Linked DNA regions of Sus scrofa: region 1 is linked to region 2. Evidence: chromatin contacts called from public Hi-C data. All regions are on one chromosome and are shown on one strand. The core of a region is the stretch at or near the end of the contact, and the rest is flanking DNA. Distances in the headings are between cores, read along the strand shown.

What was found. Hi-C and Micro-C count contacts between places; a contact is called where the count stands out from the background.
Region 1: a Hi-C map of fetal skeletal muscle shows a contact between it and region 2, with 2.3 times the contacts expected there. A contact is called at or near these places in 3 of 47 Hi-C or Micro-C datasets (alveolar macrophages, fetal skeletal muscle and psoas muscle) and 1 of 2 datasets of targeted methods (alveolar macrophages).

The regions. Positions count from the first base shown.
Region 1 is chr3:38,947,063-38,954,762 of Sscrofa11.1, reverse strand. ZNF263 (zinc finger protein 263) reads left to right here and starts at 2,100. Exons shown (of 9, transcript XM_013995720.2): 1 at 2,100-2,312. ZNF200 (zinc finger protein 200) reads right to left here and starts at 2,071. Exons shown (of 5, transcript XM_021088110.1): 1 at 1,876-2,071; 2 at 776-1,091; 3 at 1-57. The coding sequence starts at 1,022. It overlaps MEFV (pyrin), which reads right to left. Exons shown (of 9, transcript XM_013995729.2): 9 at 6,154-7,396. The coding sequence ends at 7,365.
Region 2 is chr3:38,890,044-38,897,068 of Sscrofa11.1, reverse strand. LOC100517149 (zinc finger protein 75D) reads left to right here and starts at 3,401. Exons shown (of 8, transcript XM_021088107.1): 1 at 3,401-3,629; 2 at 5,702-6,220. The coding sequence starts at 5,810. It overlaps LOC110260094 (a long non-coding RNA gene), which reads left to right. Exons shown (of 3, transcript XR_002342930.1): 3 at 257-597.

The DNA.
Region 1 (7,700 bases), core at 851-3,350, 59 kb before region 2:
CCTGTTTCTGCTGGATTCCTTCTCTGGGTAGAAGCTTCACTAAAGGATGAGGTTGCACTAGGGAAAAGGGAAACAATAGTTAATAGAATAGTGACTCTAATGAGGAGACTACCAACCTTGAAACCAGGCTGTCCTCATTCCTTTGATAGGTAACTCATAGCTTTTTCTGCTCCCAATAGCCCGGTCAGAGATCAAGCCACAGGGTCTTGAACCTACATGGGGTCTCCTCAATATGATGATAGAGGATGACTCCCTATGTGCATTTTAAAATTTACTACTAAAAGTTGGGGAAAGGCAAAGTCTGAAGACACCCACAGCAAACGAGTTTTCAAAATTCCACACAAGCTGAAGTTAATTCAATACTTCATCTACATTTCTTTAACCCCAAAAGATACTCCCCATTGCTCTCAGAATGTCTGGGTAAAACTACCCCTACAGAAAAGATGTACACTGTTTATCCTATGGCTTTACACACACTCAGCAAACCACTCAAGCTCCAGCTTGAAATAAAAATACTCCCTCTCCCTGGTATGTTGACTTTCTTTTTGGCTGCACCCATGGCTTGTGGAAGTTCTTGACCCAAGACACTGCAGTGACAATGCCGGATCCTTAACCCTCTGCTCCATGAGAAAACTCTAGCATGTTGACTTATTAAAATCAATTCCTTTTTTCTGACACCCACCACCCTAACTTGAATTCATTACTAACATGGAAGCCTAGCTTAGCCCCCAGTACCATGCTCTTCTCTTCTGGTGAAACAGTATGTGCTTCTTACCTGTGTTCTGAAGGTTGGAGCTCACATCCTTCATAATAACCAAGGTCTCCTTGACTTTCTGACTGGGCTGAACTAGGCTTGGCTTGGGCAAGAAGGTGAGAAAGTGCTCCAGAACCAGCTGGTGGATGGTCTTGGACCCACTAGTAGCATCTCGAAGTAGGTCTTGGCCCAGCTTGGAGTTGGGAGGAACTCTCAGAACAAAGGACCGCTTTGGCTTTGGGTGCATAGGAACCACTTTTGCAGCCATCGTGCCTTGAAATCACATGCCACAGTTGTTTCTGCAGAGCTTTGAAAGCCACTTCTTACTGGAGGTAACCTATCAGATGGCCACACACAAGAGATGAGAAAAATCACGGGTCAGGCTGCGCGTGCCTGCATCCCAGTATGTGTCTTGGGTAGTGAGGCCACGAGAGATCTAAAGGAAAGATAAGCTGCGGTAGGGAACTCACAACTGAAAGGAAGATCCCTGAACCTGATACTCTTAGCAAGGCCTCAAACGAATATACTGAGAATGAAAGCATAAGATGTCCCAACCTCAAGATTCAAACAGAAGGGAGCAATGGCATCAGGCAAATGACCAAGGGCCATCCTCCCGAGAATATGAAGTGCAAACTCCACTGGGAAGAACGGGTTAATTCATGCTGTAGAAAGAGCAAGGAACTAGAAGACAGGAAATCTGGGGTTCAAAACCGAGGGCATCTGCTTAGAAGTCAGCTTGGCCATTGAATTTGGCCTCACTGAGCCCCTGGGATCGCAGGTCCCTCAGACGCCCTTTCGGGGGTAGCTGACGGCTCAAGGGGCAAACGCAAGGCCGAGTGAGGTGTCTACAAGTAGCCTGTTAACGCCCTTCCGCCCTCGAAGCCCTGTAAGAACGGCAGGAGACAATCCAGCGGGGCCCACTGGGCCGGACCCACTCTACAGCCTCTCCCACTGGCCCAGGACAGCTCTACCGCAAAGCCCAGTTGGCGGCATTGCCTAGGGTGCGCTCCCGGCTACCTATTCCCGTCAGACTCCCCCCCTGCAATGGACCACGCTCCGCGCCTCAGCCGCCGCCTCCGCGGCCGCCTCCGCCTACTTCCCGCCCTCCCGGAGTCCCTCACCTCTGAGGTTCTGCCGCCCGTGGGCGATCGCTCGGGACAGCCCAGAGACCCAGACTCGAGAAGAAACTGGGAAACTAGGCGCGAGAGGCCAAACCCACCCCTCGCCCTTCGGAGTGTCCTCCCAACCGGCCGGCAACTATTGGTGCTCGCCGCCGTCAGTTGGGGAGGACGACGGGGACGCGATGCCTTCTGGGAGGCCGGGCGCCTCGGCAGCCGTGACGTCACGCCCGGTGCCTCGTTTCCGGCGTGGAAGCCTGGTCTCCTCGCTTGGAGCGGGCGTTCTGCGCCAGAGAAGGCGAGGCTCGAGGCCGGCGGCGGAGCTCTCAGGACGGCAGGGAGGCCGGGTTGGCAGCAGCCGCTCTATCTGCTACTGTACGGGGGCTTCAGAAAACAGAAAGCTGGCTCCAGGTCTCCGTGACAGGCTGGCACGAATCCAGGTAGGACGATGTAAACTCCAGGGGCTGGTGGGAAGTGTAGTTCGACTCCAAACAGCCAACGGGGGATTGCCAGTCGCAGCGGTTGGGGCGGAGTAGGGTCGGATCTCGACCGGAAGTGGACTGTCTCATGGACCGGAAGGTTTGCGGGGGGGTGCTGCAGTTTCCGCCGCAGCATCTCGGGTGTATCCAAATACTGCGGAGTGTGTAATGGGTCAAGACCTCTGCTGGGCCTGGGGTGTTTTTACAGCCGTCCCTTCGGGCAAGAGTGGCCCGTAGGTCAAAGCTGAGCGACGTTCCCCTCACCTGTTTGCCTACTTCTACTCTGCGGTTTGCACTGGTCATGGTTGTTGTTTGTTTTTTTTTTTTTTTTTTGCCATTTCTTGGGCCGCTCCCGCGGCATATGGAGCTTCCCAGGCTAGGGGTCCAATCGGAGCTGTAGCTGCCAGCCTACGCCAGAGCCACAGCAACGCGGGATCCGAGCCGAGTCTGCAACCTACACCACAGCTCACGGCAACACCGGATCGTTAACCCACTGAGCAAGGGCAGGGATTGAAACCGCAACCTCATGGTTCCTAGTCGGATTCGTTAACCGCTAAGCCACGACGGGAACTCCTGGTCATGTTGTTTTCTAAGAAATCCTAGTCGTCCATCTCCGTGTCGGACCTCAGTTTCAGTGTCTAGCCGGCGCCTAACAGCATCCTTTCTTTCTGTATTGTTATACTCGGTTCATTCCCTGGTAAGTCATAGATCAGGATTGGGACAACGCAAGGGCAGGGATTGCCTCATTCCTGCCTCATTTCAGGTACCTCCATGTAACACCTGCCTCAGGGAGGATGATGAAGGTGAAAATATGAATGCATCCCATTTCTTAAGGCTAACTATAGATGATTCACTGGACCATGGTTTAAAATATGTTATAAAGACACTAGTGTCAAAACTGTGTGGCAACAAAAAATTTTCCCACAGTTTTGCCACAAAAATTTTGTTGCCACACAGTTTACTTTTTAAAAAGTCAAGAATATCTCCCTTTCCAGATACCAGAGTTACTAAAAAAAAAAAAAAAAATCCAAAAAACAAAACAAGCAAAACCCTCTTTTAATCACAGCAGTGTAGTTTGAAATACGAGTAAATTGATCTGAATATATGTGGACCTTGTAAGAAAAGGTAGCATTTCAGCTTGATCCTAGCAAAAATTGTCTGTTCTTCTAGGAAAGAAGTAAGGTTCCTGTCTTCACGTACAAAAAAAAAAAAAAAAAAGGAGTTTAATAACCAATGAAAGAACAGTTAGGAGAACCATTAAGTTTAATGTTGAGGCAGAACAGGAAACTGAGGTGCTGTAAAGTATAATATAAACTTTTTATTTTTCCCTAAAAAAACTTAAAAACAATATTAACAAAGATAAGCAACAGAATGGCATGTGATTTTAAATGATAAGCCAGATGAAGAAATTAGACTTTCTCATCGTACAGAAAGCTCCTGCTAACTGACCAAAGATGAAGGCAAAGGCCACAAGGTCATTTCAGGAGGAAGAAAACTAAATGATTGTAAATATCTGAAAAGATGCTAAGCTACTTTGGAAACAGTTTGGCAGTCTTTCAAAATGTTAACATAGAGTTAGTATGTGACCCAGCAATTCCATTCCTAGGTGTAAACCTAAGAGAAATGAAAACTCATACGTGAATAGCAACATTATTCATAATAGGTGAAAAGTAAAAACAAGCCATATGTCTATCAAATGATGAACAGATTAAGAAGATGTAGTATATCCATATGGTGGATTATTATTTAGCAATAAGAAAGGAAAGAAGCATTGATAGATGCTGCAACATGGATGAACTTTGAAACATTGTGCTAAGCTAAAGAAGCCAGTCACACAGGAGCACATATTGTGTGATTCTTATATGAAATGTCCAGACCAGGCAAATCCATAGTGATGTAAGTTAGTGGTCGCCAGGGCTGAGGGCACAGGGGAATGGCAAGTGACTGCTAATGGGCACAGGGCTTGTTTTGAGGGTCATGAGAATATTCTGGAATTAATGGTGTTGTTTGTACGCATTGTAGATATACTAAAACCCACTTAATTGTATATTTAAAAGGGTAATTTTTATGGTTCGTGAATTATATCTCAATTTAAAAAACCATCAGGGAAAATTTCACCTAACAGATACAAATATTTAGTATGTAAAATATTTCTGAAGAAGTGCTACAAACAACTAAGCAGTATCTAGATTCCACATAGCAAGTAGTTAAAGGAGCTGTACCATTTTTATATACTTATAGAAGGAATCACCTATTGAAGTATGCGAAAGTCATTCTGGCTTACACATAATGGCTTGAACTTGATGCTAATGAGAACAGCCTGTCAAACATACATCTGCTTTACCCATTGAAAAAGGAAGAATACGGTTACCAGATTGTTAGAATATCCACCTTGAAGATAGTGACACCTCCCGTCCTCCACACCACCCCTACAGCACCAATGCTGGCACTCCTTTGTCGATGAGATTCCCTTCCCAGCCACCAGGGTCCTGCCAGCTAGCTGTGTGCATGCTAATCTGTCTCTTGTGAAACCTTGAAGGATATACTTCTTGCCATGTTTGATATTCTTTGTTCTGACAAGATATAAAACTGTAGTCCAGGCATCCAACATAGAGCCGGGTGGCCATTGCGATGTAGTTTCAGACATGTGCCTGCATCATTGAGAGACTGAATTTGCTGAACTGTATCAATTTCAAGATATTCTCTCAACAGTATCTGCTAGTAGCTGACAGCTGCAACTTAATGGTCCAAGGTCTCCCCTTATATCTAGGCAGCCATTTTGGACCCCAACCAGCCCTTACTTATTAACAAGACTCTTACTTCTTGCCAGCTTCAGTTATAATTCTTGACAGACTACTTGTGGAGCTTTGTGGGTTCTGCCTATATGAGTTTCCCCCATTTTGTAGTCTGGTGGAACACAGTTCAGGTGCTTCTTAAATCTGTGTCTCCTGGTCTATGATGCTCAGTTTGGCTTGAATAAAACTCTTTTCTATTCCTATTATAGATTGCTTATTGATTATATGTGTTGACAGGATGAAGCAAAAACATAGACATTCACATGGAAAAATTCATAGCCTCAGCAGGTTATGAAATAAATTAAAATACAAGTAAACCCCTATTACCTCGCTTTTATATCATCACCATTTTTAAATGGCAAACATTGCTTTGGGTATGAAACATTGAACAAGTTTCCCAAAGGATCGTATGGCCAAATACTGCAAATGTTATCAAATAGTTCACATTCTGGAAGCATTTGGAATAACAGGAAAAAAATAGGTACATAGGGAGGTGGAAGAAAAATATACGCCAAGCTGTTCATGGAAAGCTAGCGAGGGAGAATTGGGAATAACAAATGACCAACCCTAGCGACCCACTAAACAAACAGGGTCCGTGAACTGTGCCAGCGGATGGATTATGCACGCAGAACAAAAGCTCCAGGAAGAAAGCAAAGTTAGGTATTTTGTGCTCTGGTCCCCACCATGGAGAACCTTACTCCAAACTAGCCTCTAGTGTGAAGACAGGCAGAGAAGTTGAGGTAGGAAGTGTCTGCAGTTGAATCTTCATTCTGAGTCTCTTTTTTCCTTACATCCCTCTCTTTACACCCCCTTAAATGAAGGGTGCTGGAGGGACGAATGCCTGAGGTTCCACAGGCCCACACATTCGCAGACACAGGTCAGGGCGGAATAATCTGACATTTGGGATATGTGTCAAATGTTTTCGCCCTACCGCAGCCCCATCTCTTCCTGGTCTTCTGTAGGGAAGTGGGATCTCGCAGTAATTGACTGAGTGGCAGCAAACGCAGTTATGACTACATTTTCTAATGGATTTATTTAGGAGACCCAGCCGATACCCTTAACAGCCACAGTTCATTAGTCCAGGCACCAAAATTATAACAATCCAGTCTGCTGATTTTTTCCTTAGGCTTCACAAGTCCTCAAGACAGAGGAGGCTAGAATGAGGAAACACATCCTCACCCTGGGGTCCTGAGGGAAAACAAGGGTGGGCTCTCTGCCTGTGGAAAATGTTAGGATGCTAATCCATACAAGGATTTTATTAAGTAACGGCCCTGTACCTCCTCCTCTGAAATCCATGGCATGTTCTCAGTACATGCGTTTCCATTATCCTTAGTTCACCAATATTTGTGTACCCAGCTTACGTCTCCTTTTATTCCATAAGGTCCCTGGGCACAAGGAATAGTCTCTTATTCATTTCACCCCCCCCCAGCAGCTGGAACCCCGTAGGTGTTCAATTATGACTGCTGCATGTATGAATTCAAGACACAGGGCCAGGAGGCTGAAGAGAGAGGCAAGGTGTTGGGCATTCAGTGAGGCCCTTGCCACTCACTGGAAAGATGTTCAGATGATCCATGTTCTTCGCGCAATTGTGTCTTGAGGCTGAAGATAGGTTGAAGGAGCCCAGAGGGAAAAAAGCCAGTGAATGTGTAGATGTGAGATTAGGCTGTCACATCGTCAAAGGAAATGTCCGCATCTTGCAGTCCAGGAAGATGCCTGCACACCTGGGGCCCCTCATCTGGGTCCAGGGAACAGTGGACGCCTGGTACTCATTTTGCATCATCCTCCTCCTCTCTCCTCAAAAGCCATTCTCTGGTGACGGAGTCATATTCTCCTTCCTGCTCCCGGATGCCCTGCAGACACCCAGGACCCACCCTGTCTTGTCTCCCACCTTCACTTCCCAGTAATGGTGCCTGGAGAGGAAGCTCGGAGAGCCCGGGGCCATGATTCAGCTCTGGATTCTTTCTGGATTCGCAGGCCACCTGTCCTGCTTTTTTGCACGTCTCACACTCTTCACATCGTCAGAGCAGATGAAAGATGAGGTTGGGATGGGCAGTTCCTGCTTCCAGAATCACATCAACTGTGGAGAGAATTAGAATTCCTAGCTGGAGGTCCATGGACTGCATCCCCACAGGGTTCTCCCCACATTCAGGAAATATGGTCAGGGTCATTCTTCTGGAGTGCACTGGGGACAGCACAGGGACCCAGCGGGCCAGTTGCCTCAGGGTGCCTGACCACCAATCAGTTCCGGAACTACAGAGAAAAAGGAGATGGGAAAACATCCTGAGCATCCCCATTCGGAGGGGCTGAGCCTCTCCTGGTCCCCATCACAAGGAAAAACGAGGACCCCCTTCCCTGGGCAGGACCCTGCTTCCTCTGCTTGGCTGCAACCCCATTCCTCCTGGCACCCCAGCCTGCCTCAGATACTCTGTGGTCTGGCGAGCTGACTTGGCCAATGACTCTGCCACAGAGCCTGTGAGGACCCGACATGACTTTTCTCCTGCCTTTGTTATAGGCATTTTTCTCCTTTCTAAATACTGCCTGGAAATCAGCAGCA
Region 2 (7,025 bases), core at 2,152-4,651:
CTTCAGATGCTTCTCGTAGACTTCGTGGTGCTGCCCGGTGCCATTCTGTGTCTTTAAAAATGTTCTACTCTAGATGAATTTCATGGTTCTCACTCCAGATACACACCCTCATGGGAAGTAACAAAAACTGCCACTTTTATCCATTCCAGGTGCTAGGAAGAAAGAAAAGTATGTCAAAGAAATGAGAAAAATGATTGTTATTTCAGTTATTTTTCCTCTTTTAGGGCAGAGCCTGACTGACTTTCATTCCTTTCAGAATTCTCAAAAGCCTCCCCTCCAGAAACCCAGAAGAGTCCAGACCATCAGCTTTCCTCTGACATTTGTTGCGAGGCATGTGCGCTGGTTTATACAGTACTAAGAGGATCCTGAAGGAGTATGATGGTTACTAGGGTGTGGAGCCAATGACAGCCTGAGTAAGATCAAGCAGCCTCCTAAAAGAGGCAGCCCTGACCAAGGCAATTACTATTGTAAATGGAAAAGGAAGAGGAAAGGAAGTTTGTTAGGCAACAGCAGCACCATTATATTGAGACAATCACCCAGCAAAATCATTCCGCCCACTCAGTTGCGTGGTTTCTCAGAATAAACTGCGTGTTTTTGCTTGCTTTTTTTTTTTTTAACTCAATGAATTTTATTCCATTTATAGTTGTACAGGGATCATCACAACCCAGTTTTATAGCAGTTCCATTCCAAACCCTCAGCCCATCCCCCCGCCCCACCTCCGGTCTCCTTTTGCACGTGTTTGCTTTCACTGCTTCCCAGCTATACAATCACCATCTCTCAAACTGCCCCAGCAGGGGAAAGTGCAATCAAAATGAAAGACTCCAGGAGTTCCAGCTGTGGTGCAGTGGGTTGAGAATCCAACTGCAGTGGTTTGGGTTGCTGCAGAGGGAAGGCTTTTAATCCCTGGCACAGCACAGGGGGTTAAAGGATCTAGCGTTGCTGCAGCTGCGGTTTGGATTCAGTCCCAGTCCCCAGTCCCCAGGGGCTTTTGTGGACTCCACAGTAAAGGTAAGCAACTCTGGCAGCTTTTTTTTTTTTTTTTTTTTTTTTTTGACTTTTTTAAGGCCGAACCCAGGGCAATGGAAGTTTCCAGGCTAGGGGTCAAATCAGAGCTACAGCTGCTGGCCTACACCACAGCCAGAGCAACCCCAGGTCAGAGCCGAATCTGTGACCTACCCCACAGCTCAGGGCAACGCCGGATCCTTAACCCATTGAGCAAGGCCAGGGATCGAACCTGTGTTCTGATGGATCCTAGTCAGGTTCCTTACCCCTGAGCCACGATGGGCACTCCCTGGCAGCAAACTTTGAACAACACCACTCATCAGTGGCTCTCACTCACAGTTCACTATTTTGTGCCTTGCCTCCTCTTCTTGGTTTCAAGGAGTCTCTTTTCCCACTTTTTTCTCCCCTTTTTTCCAAGCAGCTCCCTGGCTACATTATAAATCAGGCCTGCCAGTGACACCTGGGACACAACTGGTAGAACTTCATTTATTCGATTTAACAAGTTCCAACCATATGCTCCGACTTAGGCCAGAAGAAGATCTCAATGCTAAGAACATGACTGTCCCCTGGTCCTGAGAGACTGGAAACAATAGTTACTTTTGAAGAAACTAAGTCCCCACAGTGAGATGCTAAGGAAATGAACCTACTTTGAAACATATTCAAGGGACACAGGCAGATGCTTATTATTATCGACTCTGTGTTTTTTTGGTTTTGTTTTGTGTTGTTTTTTTGGCCATACCTGCAGCATATGGAAGTTCCCAGACGAGGGTCTGAATTGGAGCTGCAGCTGCCGGCTTACACCACAGCCATGGTAATGTGGGATCCAAGCCACGTCTGTGACCTACACCACAGCTCATGGCAATGCCAGGTCCTTAACCCACTGAGAGAGGCCAGGAATTGAACCCTCGTCCTCATGGTTACTATGTGGGTTTCTCAACTGCCGAGTCACAGGGGGAACGCCTTATTATCGCCTCTGTTTAATCCTTTTCTTTCATTCAAAAAGGATCAAGATCTCTGCCTCAGAGGAGTATAACATGAGTCTATCCAAAAGCTAAAATAGAATAATAACCTGGTAGTGGTCTCCTATTTTTTTCCCGCCTTAAACTTAGCTCCAGATAAACTGCTTTGGAAAGAAGCTCCCCCCCAAACCTTCAAACGATGCTCCTTATTTCATTTACTTTATTACATGCAATCTCTTCATCCCCATTCAAAGCACTCCATAATATGACCAGATGATCTTATCTTGTAACTCTCTAAATGTAGCTCAGTTACATTTAGTAAAAAAGTACTATGAATTTTCGCACACCCACATCTCTGCAGCTCTCAAGGCTGTGCTCTTCCCTTTCCCTTTGCGCAACTGGATGTGCCCCCACCCACTGCTGTAGGCAAAACCCTCAAGGTTCTTTATAATTTTCCCTAATGTTCATTCCCTTGGAATTCCCACAGCATTCAGCTTCGGGCTCACCCTTTTCTACCTTGCCTCACTGAAATTGGCTCTATCCTGTTGCCAGATGCCTTTTGTCCTGTGAACCCTGTAACAATGGCTACACATAGATTTAATGAGTAATTCCTTGACTAGTACAGGCTGACACTATGAAAAGAGTGACAGCTGGAAGAACACAAACAACCTGAAACACTCAGATTCTTCTAACTCTGATTTAGTAAATATTTCAGGAATGCCTGTCTTACCCAGGCGACTCTGCCAGACGTTGCAGGAACAGGATGAAAAGAAAGATCCCATCTTCTAGGAAGCATGCTGCGGTGGAAAAGCAGAAGATAGGATAAATAGGACCTAAATTCCACTGGAAGACCTACCAGTGGTGAATTATATGACTCTGAGCTCTCGATTTCTCTGTGAAGGAGAACTGTAAATGGGACTTATTTCACAGGTTAAAACCTCAATTTAAAAAAAAAAAAAAATCGTTGTGAGCATGCATGTCCCAGCCACGGCTACAAACCCTCAGGGGCCGCCGACGCTGGCCCGGACAAAACGGCCTCTTAATCCAGGAGGCTGCGACGAGCCCCGGGTCGACCGCTCCGGCACGGCCGGTTGAGCCCCGGAAAGGACAGGGCCCTGCGCAAAGAAGGGGATGGCGACTCTCAAGGCCGAGGTCCCGGTTACCAGGCTCCGCCCGCAGCCCGGATGCGACACTAGGACGACCGGGATGCAAGAGCCTGACAGAGCTGGGGGCGAGACGGCGCCACACACGCGCAGAGCCGCGCGCAGCGCCCTCCAGGCTGGGCGGGTCTGCAGACTCGGTGGCAATAACTGGTCCACGCCGCCTGGGCTGAGCCCGGGCCGGAGACTGACGGTCCCGCGGGGCCCCGAACCGCGGCGCTGCCCGACCCGGCCGGGCTGCGGCGGCCCCTCCCCGGAAGTGCGCTGCTTCTGCTTCCGGTCGAAGCGCGGGTCTTAGACCGCGACGCGGGAAGCACCTCAGGTTGGTTGGAGGGGCCGGGTGAGCCGGAGTGGTTCCCGGACCCGCGCCCCCGAGCCCTCGGACTAAGCTGGGCGGCCTCTGAGGGGCGCCGGGCGGAGAACTGTCCTTACGACAGTGGCCGGAAGGGCAGCGTTTTGCGACGGAGCCCGAAGAGAGAACGGCCTCCGCGAAGCCAGGCCGTCCGAGGTAACCGAGAAGCGGCTTCCCCTTCGGCGCCGGGGCCCCGACAGACGCCGGGGGCGCTTGCGGGCGGCCGGGCCGTGTCGGGCGAGTCCGCCGTCAGGCTCCGGAGGCGGCTCTTTCCTCCCTTGGCGCGTTTGGCGCCCAGGGCCGCGCGCGGTGGGACCCCGCACAGACACGCCCGCGGCCGCCGTGCTCCCGGGCGCGCCGTGGCGGTCCCGGCCCGGGCGGTAGGGACCACGTTGCCGCCTCTGCCGGCGTTTGTTCTGCTGCCTGACGGTGCCGCGGGAGGACTGGGCAGTCCAGCCTCGGAGAGATGGGCTTCTGCTGGTGCGGGAGCGTGGGAATTGTCCCCGCGCCTCCCGAGCCGGGTGGGCAGCGAGGAGCCGCCCATTTGTGAATACCGTGCATCCTGCACAGAATTTCGGTGCGGTTTGTGCCGGAACAGCTCGGAGAAAGTGCGGCTCACGAGGCTTCTCCGCCTTGCTTAGAGGTCTCAGGGACCTTTGAAGGAAGGTAATCACGACCAACTCATATGCTCTCTTCTTGTTGCCCCATGACGTTTGGATGAACATTTTGTGAACAAAGGTCAGCTGTAGTTTTTCCTCGGTCAGTTAAAGAGAAATTTAAAATACAGGTATTAGGAGTTCCCTGGTGGCCTAGCAGGTTGAGAATCTGTCCTATTCTGGAAGGTGTTTTGTGGCGCAGGTCCCAACTGGGTTCCACCTCTGGCCGGGGAACCTCCACAGGCAGTGGGCGCTGCCCCCCCCCATCACCACCAAAAAAGAATACGAAGAATCTGGCATTGTCACTGCAGCTACTTAGTTGGCTGCTGTGGCACTGGGGTGGATCCCTGGCCTGGGAACTTCTGCACGTGTGCGTGTGGCCCAAAAAAAAAAAATCACAAAACCTGGAAAAAATAAAACAAATAAATTTTATGCCCAGTGCTTTTTGCTTTTGACTTATGGAAGTTCCCAGGCTAGGGGTGGAATAGGAGGTGCAGCTGCCGGCCTTTGTCATAGCAAGGCTGGATCTGAGCCTCCTCTGTGACCTACAGCACAGCTCACTGCAATGCGATCCTTAACGCACTCAGCGAGGCCAGGTGTTGAACCTGCATCTTGATGTATACTAGTCAGGTTTGTTTCTTCTGAGCCACAAAGGGAACTCCTTCTGCTCCGTGCTCTTGATGTGTTTTGTAAGGAAAGGCCAAGAGGAGCATTAAGCAACTAGTTACCTAATTGGGAGGTGTTGGAGTTCCCCTCGTGGCACAGTGGTTAACGAATCTGACTAGGAACCATGAGGTCGCGGGTTTGATCTCTGGCCCCGCCCAGTGAGTTAAGGATCACTGGCGTTGCCGTCAGCTGTGGTGTTGGTCACAGACGCGGCTCGGATCCTGAGTTGCTGTGGCTCTGGCGCAGGCCGGCGGCTATAGCTCTGACTAGTCTCCTAGCCTGGGACCCTCCATATGCTGCGGGAGCATATGGCAAAAAAAGACAAAAAAAATTGGAAGATGTCTTTTGAGAAGAGTAAGTTTCCATTTGTCCCAATTACTTTCCTTCTACTCTGCTCGCAGTGTTTCACCTCTCCTGCCGGTATTCATGCAATGGAAAGGAATGCCTCAAATGTTCCAGGAAGTGAAGGCTTCCATCTTTTCAAGAGGTTGAGGAGTCGTAGATGCTGTACCCTCATATTAAACACAAAAGGCTAGGGCAACATGTTGAAATTTATGAGAAACTCAGATTATTCTCCTGATCTTTCCTCGAGTTGGAGAGGATCAAACATGAATTGGATTAATTAAATCTTTGGCTACTTCCCCAAGCTCCTTGAAGCCAGTAGTTTTTAATTTTCTCACCCACCCACCACTTCTGATTTTTTTTTTTTTTTAAGCAAAGTCACTTATTGTCATTTGTCTTCAGTTAGCTGTGCTGTATTCAGTTGAATAATGGAAAGAAAAGGTGAGCAACAAGGGCCTGGCAGTTGATTTGTAAAGTTCAATTTTCTCTCAGATAAGTAGCAAGTAGTAAAGTTCATGTGACTTTCCTATTGACCTGTGCTTTTTTCTCCCCTTAATAACTTAGGAAGAAGACCCTTTAACTGATTTTGTTCCAGACTCGACTGGCTCTCCGTTGTCAGTAGTGCTGCTGTTGCGGCATCCAACTCAGGAGCACAGTCATTCCTAGAAAAGCATGATGACTGTAGACCTGAAGGTGGCGGAGCACTTGAGCCCTCAAACCAGGCCTCTGTGGGAGAGCAAGGAACCTGTGACAGCGAGCGCCAGTCAGCATAAGAACTATGCCCCACAGCCAGCCAGTCTCAGTCCTGAGAAGTCTCACCAGCACTTCCGGAGTTTCCTCTATCATGAGGCAGCTGGACCCCGTGAGGCTGTTGTCCAGCTTCAGGAATTATGCCGCCAATGGCTGAGGCCAGAGATTCATTCAAAAGAGCAGATCTTGGAGCTGCTGGTGCTAGAGCAGTTTCTGACCATTCTGCCCAGGGACACCCAGACCCAGATAAAGAAGCACCATCTACAGAGCATCGAGGAGGCTGTGGTCCTGGTGGAACGCTTGCAGGGGGACTCTAGTCAAAGGCAGAATGGGGTGAGAAGAAAGGTTCCTGATGTGTACCATGAGATGGGGTGAAGGAGGGTATGTGGGGCCTGGGGCCGTTAATTGAGAAAGAAGATGAGCTAGGTGGCCTTTGTGTTGTTCCTTCAGGTAAAGCAGCTACAGCAGGAGCTGAAAGCACAGCCCCGCAGCCACCGTCAGTCCCCAGGTTTCAGAGATCCTGGCAGAGACTCCCCAGGCCTTCGGGGAGGAGTGGCCTTTTGTTCTCTTGGCAGCGAGGGTGTGTGGAGGGTAACGCCCCTGGCCTGACTTGGTCAAGGAGGAGGTGGGCCTCGGGTTCTCAGAAACAGACAGAAGGCACCAAGGAGGGGCGAGAAGGGGGCAGAGCCGAGAAAGGAGGGCCCCTTAGAGACCAAAGGAGAGTGAGGACGGTAAAGAGAAGGAGAAACCGACCACCAGGGCCAGGGCCAGACCGAGCCGGTGAGGAAGTGAGAAAGCGGTGAGGAAGTGAGAAAGCGGAATGCAGACAGACTCGTAAATGGGAAGATCTGGAGCCCAGCAGAGCAGCTGAGAGGAGAAAGGCCCCGAGGGATGGCGTCCCCCGTGCCCTGCGTCCATGGTGGATCCCGGGCTCTGCTCTGAAGGTTGCAGGGCGTGCCCTTGGGCAGATGGCAGCACGCCCACTGGCCTCAGGCCTGCGGCGAATGCGAATGCCCGTGCGGGGCGGGGGACGGGTTTTGTGTCAGCATCATGTGGGGGAGGTTTGATCCCCCCTTGTCCTCCGCTTCCTCCCCACTTTGTGGGAGCCCCTTCCCTGGCCACGTGGAGAAGCTGGTTG